2 separate regions of the Gossypium hirsutum genome follow, and region 1 is linked to region 2. Evidence: chromatin contacts called from public Hi-C data. All regions are on one chromosome and are shown on one strand. The core of a region is the stretch at or near the end of the contact, and the rest is flanking DNA. Distances in the headings are between cores, read along the strand shown. Region 1 holds the start of LOC107943041 (protein LIKE COV 2). Region 2 holds the start of LOC107924354.

Region 1 (3,571 bases), core at 765-3,264, 140 kb before region 2:
TTAAGCCTAGATAAACCATTTTAATAACTATAGAAACTCACAAATTCAATTATTTCACACATTTACACTTATTTTACAAACTTTACAAAATAGCCCATTTAGGTGCTTTCATGCAAAATTCTTTCATGAAAGTTGTTTATAACACTACCAAGGCTCATATTCTTCCATAAAAACTCAAAAAAAAAAACACATATGCTTTCATGGAAAAACCCTAGACTCTTAATTATTTTGCAAAATAGTCCCCTCATTTGAAAGCTCATGCTTTAGGGGTTCCAAAAATGTAAAAATCATCAAGAAAGACATTAAAAATCACTTGCTAGCACGGGAGTTTCTTTGCTGAAATTTTCCAGCTCCTAAAACCTTTCTTTGCTGCCATTTTTGGTGGTGAGAAGATGAAGAAAAGATGAGATCTTTCTTTTCTTTATTTTATTCTATTTTTAGTTAATTTAGTCACCTAAAAGCCACAATTTTGGCTTTTTGACCAATTTGTCTCCCTTGGCCGGCCATGACACTTTCAATGGTCAAATTTCACTTTAAAGACCCCCAATTTAAGATACCAAGCAATTTAACACCTTTAGGCATCAAAACACAACTTTTACCTTTTATGCGATTTAGTCCTTTTTCGAAATTGGACTAGAAATCGCTAAAATTAATATACCAAAATTTTTATGCACCTTCATAAACATTCTATATCACATAAAACAACATCAAAATAATTTTCTCTAGCCTCAGAATAGTGGTTCTGAAACCACTGTTCCAGCTAGGCCCAAAATCGGGCTGTTACATTCACACATGCTAATTCATTCATCATAAGAGGATCGGGTGGAGTTAGCCACCCTGATAAAGAACACTTGCCTTGAGTGAGCAGGTAATTAATTTATGTTTAGTTTTTTTTACATTTGTTACCTTCGTGTGACAAGGTTTAGTTTGGTGCAGTGAAGGAACTCACTAAGTTCTCTTGAACTTATGGAAAATTTTCTTATCTACATAGGAATGATTGGAATGATCAAGGACTACGATAAGGGACTAAGTCAGATAGCGTGAAGAATGGGGACCGTTGTTGTCTCAAGATCATGCACAAAGGAGGTGGGTATCATTAGAGGCTTCGCCTCAGGATCAAATATGGTGTAACCAAATGACGTCCTCAGAGTCTGGATTTTGAAATAGTTAACCCTAAGTTAAAAACTTCAAGGGTCTTATTGTAAACAGACAATATTAGAGACAGAAATTGAGAGATTAAACATTCAATGGTTTAAGAGCTTGGTTGTAAGAATTATTATTAGTTTTACTTAGTCTGTGTTATAATAGTTAAGCCGATAAATATTAAGGATAGTTGAACTTAGTCCATTTGTGACACTCCATACTCGAATTCGACGGAAGTCAGGCGGGGGTGTTACATTAACATTTTTCTTTAACACGTCAAAATGTTATCATGTTGGTCAAAGAAAAAATAATAAAAGAAAAAAATAATTATAAAAAATTCAATATTGAGTTGGCTTGTGCCACAAACTCAATTAATGACATTATCGATCAAACTTTTGTGTAATAATATTAAAATGTACAAATATAATCAAAATGAAGCTTTGGGTATAGGAGTAAAGTTAAGGTTTTAGATGTTGGGGACATGGAAAATTTCAACATTTTTATTGGTTTTTTAGTACGAGAAATACTAAGATACATTTATAATATTATAATTTCAAAAAGGAAAGATAATTTAGTAATTTTTTTAATCAAATTGGTGTCTAGTTGACTTGTAATACCAACTAAACTAATGAGAGATTCAATTAAGAGTATAGATAATCACCTTAGGAGGATTGCAAAAATTAGAAAAAAAAAATTGGAGTATTAAGTTGAGATAAAAAACTGTGACAAATTTAGGACCAAATGAATAAATAGACTAATCATATTTGATATAACCACTAAATGTGACCCTAAGGCGACACCAACCCCACGCCCAGCATGACATTGCGTATGATGTAAATATTGCCTTTTTTATTTTTTAAATCTTAATTAAATTAAATGCATGTAACACTCAATAATCAAATCTCCCGTCTAACTTCCCGACATTTTTCCCAGCTAGTAATGGCGGAAGAGAAAGAATCAACGTCGATTCCACTGAGCCAAGCCGAAAATAGTGGTGTCGATCCCGAAGATCCGGCTAAGTCTCCTCCTAGGCCTAGCTCCCCCAATTCCTCCACTCGCAAGGTCCATTTTCTCTTTCTTTTTTCCCCCCTCTTTTAGGTTTGACTTCCATCAATTAACCACACCCACTCCCTCATCTTTCTTCTTGGACTTCTTTCATATTTTTCTTAGTCCAAATGTAGTTGTAATTGAGCCTTTGCACTAAATATAATTTGCGAGTAACGGAATTTTGACTGCAGATATGGGAAATCCCTGCCGAATTTGGGATGTAGGAACTGAAAATGGTCAAATATCGCCCAAGATTTATCATAAACTTTCTTCACTATGTTTATTGAGTGTCAACTGGTTGGACTCTTCATATTAAGGGGGGAAAAAGAAAATGAAAATGGTTGAGCTCCCAATTATATCCAGAAATTCTGTTGGTTTTGATTGTCCTCGGGTTTGGCTTCAACCTGTTTTAAAAGTGGAAATCTTGATGACCTGTTGATTCTTTCTATCGTTTTTTTATGGAAAAAACTAATTAATAGCCGCGCATTAGAAGGATTTTAAGCGTTGAGGATAAATGCTTCTGCTTTTAGGGTTTAGCATTTAAATTATCCCTTTTTTTCCTTACTAAAATACCAAGAAATTGAATGACCTGTACGATAGAGTGCTTCCACGATAAGGTTTGTTCTTTATGTATTTCTTGGTTAAACCAATTAGCGTTTCTATTGTTGAAATGCTTCATGGAAATTTCATGTGCCCATTTTCAAGGAATTTAATCATTTTCAAGTCATTATTATGAACGATTCAGAGTTTGACTACTTGAGTGGTTTTAAAGTAATTATGTTTGCCCCAAATTGAAAAGAACAGTTATGTTTAAGTTTCAATGTAAGTCTTAGAAAGCGTGGAAGCAATGAGAGCAGTTTTCAGAATAAATATGTTGTATTGATATCGAAGCATTCTGTTTTATTTTCCAGTCTGAGCATTTGTGTTTTATTCTTCAGGCTTGTTGTTTTGTTCTCCAAAGTTGGGTCTCAAAGAAGTTCATGACTGGATGGTATTAAGCTTTTATATTTCCCCAAATGTCAGTCTTCCATTATTTCTTTTGATATTTCAAAGCTTAACAAGTAACAACATGTTGACATGCAAAATTGCAGTGTGGTCCTTTTTCCTGTGGCAGTTACATTTTTCATTACTTGGTGGTTTATTCAGTTTGTTGACGGTTTCTTCAGTCCATTATATGAACGACTTGGCATTGACATATTTGGTAAGTTTAATTGTATTACTTGTGCCTTTGATGTTTGATGATTGAAGTGTGGCTAAGTTTATAAGTTCTTACTTCAATTATCACTATTCAACCATTCTTCACGATCATCAAACCCCAAAATTTCTTCATAATCCAAAAATGTATGTTTATTGCCAAAAAGAAAAAGAAGGAAAAAAAAAA
Region 2 (3,244 bases), core at 541-3,040:
AGTTGATCCAATTGAAGTATTCTGATGAAGATCAGCAATTCTTCTCTGCAAACAGAAACCTTGATGTAAATAAAGAAAAATGGCATATGTAGATATGAATTAGTTCACATGTATTTGAGAAGAGTGAATTAGAAGGAGAGACATCTTCATGCTACCTTGATTAGCTCTGCAATCATCACAGTCTTATTAATGGCTCTTCCCATTGCTTTAAGAACAATCTCACTGGAACCTTTCTCCTACATATAGAGAGGCAAAACCAGAGAAAAAACAATTTAGTTTTGTATTAAGTAATTCAATGCCAAGTTTTTTTCCCTCTAGGAAAATTTCAAAGGAGAAATTTTTCTAAACTTCAAATTGCAATCATCCAATTAAATCTTTCCATTAACTGGATTAACTACAGAAAGCATACTATTCAAATTTTACTAGAAAATACAATTTCCATTAAATAATTTCAAGAAAATCTCCTCTGTCCGTGATATAATTTCCATAACCGATTGCTATAACCATACCAAAGATCTGTTAGCCATTAAGAGCACAACCAGTCGAATAGAACAGCGGCCCAAATTATATTTGATATCTAAATCATAAACTAAATAAATACCCTAAAAGGCCTACTGAACTTGAGGGCATACATTTTTATCACAACATTGCCACTCTACACTGGTTTTACCATCATGAATATGAAGCATTTGCATAAACCCAATTATCACAAGATTGACACCATGAAACATTTTTTATCAACATAAATTTCAAAAGTTAGATATCCCATATATCTGCTCATCTATTCTATGTACTTAAACATGGGTATGGGGATATGAATCTCGGAATAAAAGGAAAAACTTCAGAAAAAAATCTAACAAAAGCCTGTTAGACACATAGCTACTCATTCAATAGGAAGCATTTCATCCAAACAATTATAACGCACACATACGTAACATTAATTGCTGAAACAAAGCAAAACAGGAAGTGAGACTATAGAGTAAAAATTAAAAGAGAGAGTAGAAACAGGAAGTTACTTGGAGGAGAGTGGTGGCGTAGGTAATATAATTCCTCATTCTGCCTTGTGTTGTTATCCTAATTTCATTTTCGTTTATGAGAATCTCTGCTTTTGGCTTCTCCACCCTCTGATACCTATCCATCTTTCTCAATCGCCTCTTCCCCCACTTTCAAATCTGAAACAAAAATCAATCAAACACACACACACACACAAACCCCAATGAAAAGAAACTCTGGGTTTTGTTGGATTTACCTTATCTAAATGCAAATAAAGCAAGAGACTGAAACTGGAACTGAGACCAAACACCTTTATTTTATTTTATTGTATTGTATTTTCTTTTTTTCTGTATATCTATCAGAAGTTTGAATGGGAATAATGGTTCTCGAAGTTGAAGCCTCAGGCGATAAGGCCGGGTAGCTTGAAACGGTTTTTAATTATCGATAAATTTAGAGTGGAGATTTTGTATGTTTATGAGAAGTGAGAAGCAAGAAGTAAAGATATGGGATGTCAGTTCTACTTTGAGAGGGAGTAGGGCTTTTCTTCACTGTAATCGCGGTCTTACCGCCGATTGGACCGCGCTCTCCCATCGCCATTCACTAAGCCTAAAAGCCTCGCTCGCCTGCTTTAGCCCAGCCCATCATTCCTCTTTTCTTTTCAATAAAAGAATTTTATTTGGCATTGGTATTATAGTATTTATTATTTACTAAATATAATACTATAAAAATTATTTTAAAAATATGTTTTCATTTTAAGATTATCTTCATGTGGAGTTTATGGTTGATATATGCGCTGCAAATTTTTGTATGTTGCAATTGAATTTGAGATATAATGGATTAAAGTACCGTAGACAGGTCATTGTCAAATTTTTGGCAGTTTCTAATTGAGTTGCAATTATTTTTTTACCCTCCACCGTAATAAATATGTTAGACATTTCTTGACATCCTTTAGTGTCAAGTATATATATATATATAGGTTTTCGCTATATGCCGTAAATCTAATTTTATTAATGAATTTAAGAGTTGACTAATTAATGTAAACCTAATTCTAACTCATGTTTTGTATTGATGTTCATATTCATATGTGTCAGAGATTTTTTTTTCTAATTAATCTAAATCTTAAATAGAGTTGGCATCTATGGTTGGTGTTTTCTTTATAATTCTTTTTTATATTAGCTACGAATACTCTTTCCCCATTTTGTTTTTTATATCCCAAATAAAGTTGCTTATAATTTTAGAAGATGTCGAAAAAATGTGTTTTTGAAATTTAAATCCATAATCAAGTTAGTAAAATTATGTATAGGAGAGTTTATATGCTTAAATTGAAAATATATTAGTGGTTCGTAAAGAAATTAAATCGAGAAAGTAGATAATTATAGTCTAAGGACTAAATTAGAAAATTTCAATCAGTATTAAATTTTAAATTGGAAAATGCTTGAGGACTTGACTGGCAATTAACCAAAAGACTTAATGGTTATTTAACCATTTATCCTATATGGATAGTCGAAAGTGCTGATGACCCGCCCACTTATAATTAATAAAGGTTAACCATTAAATTAATCATTCTTAAAGTTGAAATTTGGGCTAATTAGGTTTGATTAAATAATTAATCAATATATATTAGTGGGAAAGAGAAAACTAGGAACCGAATGCTTAAAGAAGAAAGAAAAATTCTTCAAAAGTTCTTTAGGCATTCGGTCAAAGATTAATCAAGGTAATTAAGTTTTTTTTCTTAAGATTTTTATGAATTTTGAATCATGAAAGTTTATTTTAGCTAACCTATTTATTGATTTCTTCAATTGTTAGATGTTTAGCAAATTACCATTAAGGTATACTTGATGAATTTAAGTTTGAATTTGAAGAGATTATTAAGTAGTAAACTTGGATTATGTTAGGATTAAGTTAGAAATTAAGTTAAGCTTTATAGATAATTTTATGACATTAGGGACTAAATTGAAAGTTAAGAAATTATGCTATAAACTAAAATTACAAGGTCCCTAATGAAATAATATTAAATTAAATTTTGATTCGATGTTAAATATAAAAAATATGAATATTTCAGAATAGGGATTAAAATGAATAAAATGCAAACTATTCTTGATTATGTGATGTTCATGTGATTGGGTGAAAACTAATATCATTTTTATATTTGAATTATTGTATGTAGCTAATGATATATCCTGAGATAACAGAAAGGCGACAGTCGTAGACAAATAGCTAATCAAGGTTTGTGCTTCCATGATTTGAATTC

What was found. A called contact is a pair of places that touch in the nucleus more often than the background predicts.
Region 1: a Hi-C map of leaf shows a contact between it and region 2, with 1.8 times the contacts expected there. The contact joins the promoter of LOC107943041 here to the promoter of LOC107924354 in region 2. A contact is called at or near these places in 5 of 34 Hi-C or Micro-C datasets (hypocotyl, leaf and petal).

Annotation. Positions count from the first base shown.
Region 1 is chrA12:59,069,381-59,072,951 of Gossypium_hirsutum_v2.1, reverse strand. LOC107943041 (protein LIKE COV 2) reads left to right here and starts at 2,014. Exons shown (of 7, transcript XM_016876767.2): 1 at 2,014-2,205; 2 at 3,129-3,181; 3 at 3,282-3,391. The coding sequence starts at 2,020.
Region 2 is chrA12:58,929,800-58,933,043 of Gossypium_hirsutum_v2.1, reverse strand. It overlaps LOC107924354, which reads right to left and starts at 1,790. Exons shown (of 9, transcript XM_016854758.2): 1 at 1,250-1,790; 2 at 1,017-1,172; 3 at 156-236; 4 at 1-45. The coding sequence starts at 1,139.